Linked DNA regions of Arabidopsis thaliana: region 1 is linked to region 2. The links are chromatin contacts, called in public targeted proximity ligation maps. All regions are on one chromosome and are shown on one strand. The core of a region is the stretch at or near the end of the contact, and the rest is flanking DNA. Distances in the headings are between cores, read along the strand shown.

Evidence for each region.
Region 1: a targeted proximity ligation map of shoot shows a contact between it and region 2, with 11 read pairs. A contact is called at or near these places in 1 of 26 Hi-C or Micro-C datasets (vegetative nucleus) and 1 of 2 datasets of targeted methods (shoot).

Annotation. Positions count from the first base shown.
Region 1 is chr1:19,602,376-19,605,529 of TAIR10.1, forward strand. It overlaps AT1G52620 (Pentatricopeptide repeat (PPR) superfamily protein), which reads left to right and starts at 1,421. Exons shown (of 1, transcript NM_104140.3): 1 at 1,421-3,154. The coding sequence starts at 1,453. It overlaps AT1G52618, which reads left to right and starts at 772. Exons shown (of 1, transcript NM_001084236.3): 1 at 772-1,368. The coding sequence starts at 872. The coding sequence ends at 1,129.
Region 2 is chr1:19,513,547-19,516,585 of TAIR10.1, forward strand. BGLU18 (beta glucosidase 18) reads left to right here and starts at 1,597. Exons shown (of 13, transcript NM_001198275.1): 1 at 1,597-1,877; 2 at 1,980-2,049; 3 at 2,131-2,186; 4 at 2,283-2,358; 5 at 2,509-2,586; 6 at 2,679-3,031. The coding sequence starts at 1,704.

The DNA of each region.
Region 1 (3,154 bases), core at 171-2,670, 89 kb after region 2:
GTGGAAAAAAACGTTATACTGCAATTTTTTCACTAGAATTATGCCACCCTATTTTTATTTTGTTTATTAACTCGATATTGTCATTACTTTTCTTTAGCTAATTACAACAAACCAACCTAAGCTTAATATGATTGGAGCCAGGATTTTAAAACAAAATACTGAAGTTTTGTTCACTTAAATTTCAATACTTGTAGATACTAGTGAAAACAAATCCTTTAAGAGAAGTTTTCAAATTATGAAAAAAATTATTGGACTATATAACAACATATAATTTGATTTGTAAGGCTCAAAAGATTCAGTGACTAACGGTGACAGACGCGTTGGTCCACGTGGCACATATGGACAAAAGACAAAACAATCTTGCTGATCCAAAAAGAATTTACACACGATGTGAAGAAATAAAATTCAGATATTTTACGTAATCAAAGTAAAATAGATATGATTATTTGACGGTCATGGTGATTCACAGTTTAATTGACCTATTACGTGGTGCACAAAAAATAAAATAAAAAATTGACCTATTACGTTAGTAAAAATATTTTAATATAATAGTTTATGTATTGGAATTCAAATATGGTAATATTTAATTAAAAAAAGAATTAGGCAAGGCAAGTGTGTGGAATGGGCGAAGAATCCATAAATTGAGAGTGGTTCATAAACAGAGTTGGTTCTCTAAGCTTATACATATGTAGTTACTTATATACATGATTAATTAGAACATCAAACAAAGATCAGGATAACCAATGTTAACCGGGCCATGTATCTTCAATAGATCCAAAAAGTTTTTTTTTTTTTTTTTTTTTTTAAATCTCAATGGACTGGGCCTTGGGCCATACAAACTTGGAAACAGATACAAAAAAGAGATCGGAAAATGTCACCAGAAAATAGAACGGAAGCTCGGAACTTGTTGATTCCCAGTGGCAGAGAACCATTCGCACTAGATCCGGTGGTTTCAAGGTCCACGACTTTGAGGCATAGAAGAAGGATTGAAAACCACCATCGGAAGAAACCAATTTCCGACGATGCACCTCACCGTCGACTCACCAAACCCGCCACAAACCTCCCAGAAAACTCGACTCTCCGACTCACCGGCTCTACGACGATAGATCCTGACCAAGCAATCAATTGATTGATGATACACAGACAAAATTCAGATATTCAGCGTAATCAATTGATGATAACTAATAACCAACCATCGGTCTTATCAACTTATAGAACAAAACAATTTATAACTCCATTTGGTGCTATTTAGTTAGCTTTTCTTTAAAAGTCGATTCGGTATAATTCAAAAGAAAACGTAATGAGAGTGTTTCATAAACAGAGTTGGTTCGATTTCGGTTTGGTTTGGTTTGGTTTATTCCGGTTCTCTCTCTTCTTCCCCACCCCTAACTGATTCCTCTCTACTTCTGAATCAAACGCCGTTGACGACGAAACCACTCACCGTCGTCTGTAATGTCTAAAACCCTTCTCTCTCGCATCAAACCTCTCTCCAATCCTCATGCATCTAATTCCTTCCGATCTCATCTTCCGATTACTCCCCGTATCAAGAAACTAGTCAGCGACACTGTATCCATCCTCAAAACCCAACAAAACTGGTCTCAAATTCTCGACGATTGCTTCGCTGATGAAGAAGTCCGCTTTGTCGACATTTCACCTTTCGTATTCGATCGAATCCAGGATGTTGAAATCGGCGTTAAGCTTTTTGATTGGCTATCGAGTGAGAAGAAAGATGAGTTCTTTTCTAATGGGTTCGCTTGTTCTTCGTTTCTGAAGCTCTTAGCGAGGTATAGGATCTTCAATGAGATTGAAGATGTGTTGGGTAATCTCAGAAACGAAAATGTGAAGCTTACACATGAAGCATTGAGTCATGTTCTTCACGCTTATGCTGAATCTGGAAGTTTAAGTAAAGCAGTGGAGATTTATGATTATGTTGTTGAGTTATATGATTCTGTGCCTGATGTTATTGCTTGTAACTCGTTGTTGAGTTTATTGGTGAAAAGTAGGAGACTTGGAGATGCACGGAAGGTGTATGACGAAATGTGTGATAGAGGTGATAGTGTTGATAATTACAGTACTTGTATATTGGTCAAGGGTATGTGTAATGAAGGAAAGGTAGAAGTAGGTAGAAAGCTGATTGAAGGTCGATGGGGTAAAGGTTGTATTCCGAATATTGTGTTCTACAACACAATCATTGGTGGATACTGCAAGCTGGGCGATATCGAAAATGCGTATTTAGTTTTCAAGGAGTTGAAGTTGAAGGGATTTATGCCTACTTTGGAAACTTTTGGTACAATGATTAACGGGTTCTGCAAGGAAGGGGATTTTGTGGCGAGTGATCGACTTTTGAGTGAAGTGAAAGAAAGGGGTTTAAGGGTTAGTGTTTGGTTCCTTAATAATATCATTGATGCTAAGTATAGGCACGGTTATAAGGTTGATCCTGCTGAGAGTATAGGATGGATAATAGCTAATGACTGCAAGCCTGATGTAGCAACATATAACATTTTGATTAATCGCTTGTGTAAAGAAGGGAAAAAGGAGGTCGCTGTTGGGTTTTTGGATGAAGCATCAAAGAAAGGGTTGATTCCAAACAATTTAAGCTATGCCCCTCTGATACAAGCCTATTGCAAAAGTAAAGAGTATGATATTGCTTCTAAGTTGCTTCTACAGATGGCTGAAAGAGGATGCAAACCAGATATAGTTACGTATGGAATTCTTATCCATGGTCTTGTTGTTTCAGGCCATATGGATGATGCAGTTAATATGAAAGTTAAATTGATAGATAGAGGAGTTTCACCGGATGCCGCCATCTACAATATGTTGATGAGTGGATTGTGCAAGACCGGTAGGTTTTTACCTGCCAAACTCCTCTTCTCGGAGATGCTTGACCGGAATATCTTACCAGATGCTTATGTTTATGCCACGCTCATAGATGGATTCATCAGAAGTGGTGATTTTGATGAGGCAAGGAAAGTTTTCAGTCTCTCAGTCGAAAAGGGTGTGAAGGTTGATGTCGTGCACCACAATGCTATGATAAAAGGGTTTTGCAGATCTGGAATGTTGGATGAGGCATTGGCGTGCATGAATAGGATGAATGAAGAACACCTTGTACCCGATAAGTTTACTTATTCCACAATTATTGACGGATATGTAAAGC
Region 2 (3,039 bases), core at 347-2,846:
TAAACCAGTAAATGTTTTTCTGACGCAATACGAAAGCCAATAAGTGTTATAGTGCTTTTGCAATTCATATATTTAAGACTGAATATGGACATAAAACTTACACAATTACTTTCAACAAAAAAAAAACAAAAAAAAAAACTGACACGATTTTGTTATTAACTTGAAGTTGCATTACGATTTTGGTATATATATGATTGATCTATAAACTGAAATCCGAATTTTTTCGTGGTAGAGAAATAGAGTTTTGTTGAAAGCCAATGACTAAAGGCTTCGATAATGGCAAATCAATTTCAAAAAAGTCGATATAATTGAAATTGCATCTATATATGTGTCAAAGTAACTCTGATTTAAACTATTTAAATCATCTCTTATAGAAGTACTTTATTACCGGTATTTAAAAACTCGAAGTTAAGGTTAATCATAATAATATAATAAATTAAGATAACATAGATAAGTTTTTTTTTATATATATTATTAATACCACAATAGATTCTTAAGTAGTTGCTGTCAAAAAAAAAGAAAAAAGATTCTTAAGTAGTTACATTTTAAGTCAAGAACTAAAAGTCTAAAACTATAAATTTGTGGGGCAGAAATATCAGTTTTGCAATTGGAAATTTGGTTCTTCATTCATATATTTACGTATTGAGTTTTTGATTAAATGTAAATAGATAGTAAGATTCAAGGCTAACAGTTTATATCGATAATATCTACAAACAAAGCAGTTTTATGGTTAATTAGAACTATTTTTCAAAATTAATTTACTGATTAAATGAGACAAAAGTAAAACTAAATTTTTTTTATCAAAATAAAAAAAAAAATCACTAGAAAGCAGAGTAAAGTGTGAAGCTTGAAATGTGGATGGTGTGTTGAGGCACATGGAGATCACTGAAAATTGATATAGTGAACAATAGCTCAATTATTGAGAACTGTCTTAATAATTGTATAAATTCCTTTTTCATGCAATTTTCATTTTTGTTTTCTGAATATTTCTGTAACTTAAATGAACTCCACATTCATTTTCCTTACTTGCAATTTTACAACCAGCAAGAAATTTCATTAAATAAAAGATATGAGTCCGACGTGAAAGCGTTCAACAACCACTTTCCTCATTAGAGAAACTTGCTATATAGTTTCCCTAGTTTCTTACAAACAAGCAAGTCATTTTATGCATGTTCTTTTCTTATAAAAAATAATAAAAAATATATCGTACTACTATACAAGTAACTATTCGTGTGATAATTAATGCTAATGTACTAAGTAGTGACTATAAAAATAGTTAATGAGTGCTAAAAAAAGTTTTAAGAAATAATCGCATAGTATACAAAGCTAAGTAAACCATTCGTGTTATTAAATTAAACTGTTAATAACTTAATCAAAATACAAAATAGGCAAACAACAATTCGTTATTAATTATTTGCTGCCACTTGGAAAGAAAATTGAAAAAATGGGATTCTATTTGGTTCAGGTACCCTTATAAAGAATCACGTGCTACTAACTAGTTAACTGTATTAACCTAACTTAATTTAATATCAGAAGTTTTGGTAATGATACTGAAACACATTTCACACACACTATAACACTGACACAACTCTCTATATAACCATGAGCTCTCCTTCATTTCATCCTCAACAAATTCCTACACCAATATCTTTAGCTAGAGAGAAAAAAAGAGTGAGGAAACTAGAGAGAGAGACCACCCAATAATGGTGAGGTTCGAGAAGGTTCATTTAGTGTTAGGGTTAGCTCTGGTTCTAACTCTGGTCGGAGCTCCGACCAAAGCCCAAGGACCTGTTTGCGGTGCAGGCCTGCCTGACAAATTTAGCAGATTAAACTTCCCTGAAGGCTTCATTTGGGGAACCGCAACAGCAGCATTTCAGGTCCACTCTTATTTCTTAGATCATATGATTTTAATTTGTTTTGGGTAAAAATCGTTTTATGGTTAGTGATCATTTATTTATTACTATGTGGTTGTAATATAGGTTGAAGGAGCTGTTAATGAAGGTTGCAGAGGTCCAAGCATGTGGGATACTTTCACTAAGAAGTTCCCACGTATGTAATTGTTTTTTTTTTCGTATTGAGTGGGATACTTTACATTTTATCGATATATGAATGTTTAAACACATTTTCCAGATAGATGTGAAAATCATAACGCTGATGTTGCTGTGGATTTCTATCATCGTTACAAGGTAATTAATTATCTTCTTCTTTTTTTTTTCGTTTTCTTATGATTGAAATATGTTTTCTTGATGGTTAATAATATAGTTTAAAATGAATATTAACAGGAAGATATCCAGTTGATGAAAGACCTTAACACTGATGCTTTTAGACTTTCTATTGCGTGGCCCAGAATATTCCCCCGTAAGTTTATTTTTTTTTTTAATAGTTGATCAATATATATCTGTTAGTGGTTGGTCCACAAAAAAAAAAAACTGATTATTAGTGGCTATAATTGATTATTCACATTATTAATAGTTTTAAGATGGTTGGAAAATATGAAATAATTAACAGATGGAAGGATGTCTAAGGGAATAAGCAAAGTGGGAGTCCAATTCTACCACGACCTCATCGATGAGCTTCTCAAAAACAGTAATCCCCCACAAACAAAAGTTAATTATAAAAAATTCATAATATCAATATATACTAACAATTTATTTTATGTTTGATCTTTGGAAATTTAGATATAATACCATTAGTTACAGTCTTTCATTGGGATACTCCCCAAGACTTGGAAGATGAATATGGTGGTTTCTTAAGTGGTCGCATCGTGCAAGATTTTACCGAATATGCGAATTTCACTTTCCACGAATATGGACACAAAGTGAAACATTGGATCACATTTAACGAGCCATGGGTGTTTAGTCGTGCCGGTTACGACAACGGAAAGAAAGCTCCGGGACGTTGTTCGCCGTACATCCCCGGTTATGGACAGCATTGTCAGGATGGGCGGTCTGGATACGAAGCTTATCAAGTCAGTCACAACTTACTCTTGTCGCATGCTTACGCTGTTGACGCATTCAGAAACTGCAAACAGGTTATCTA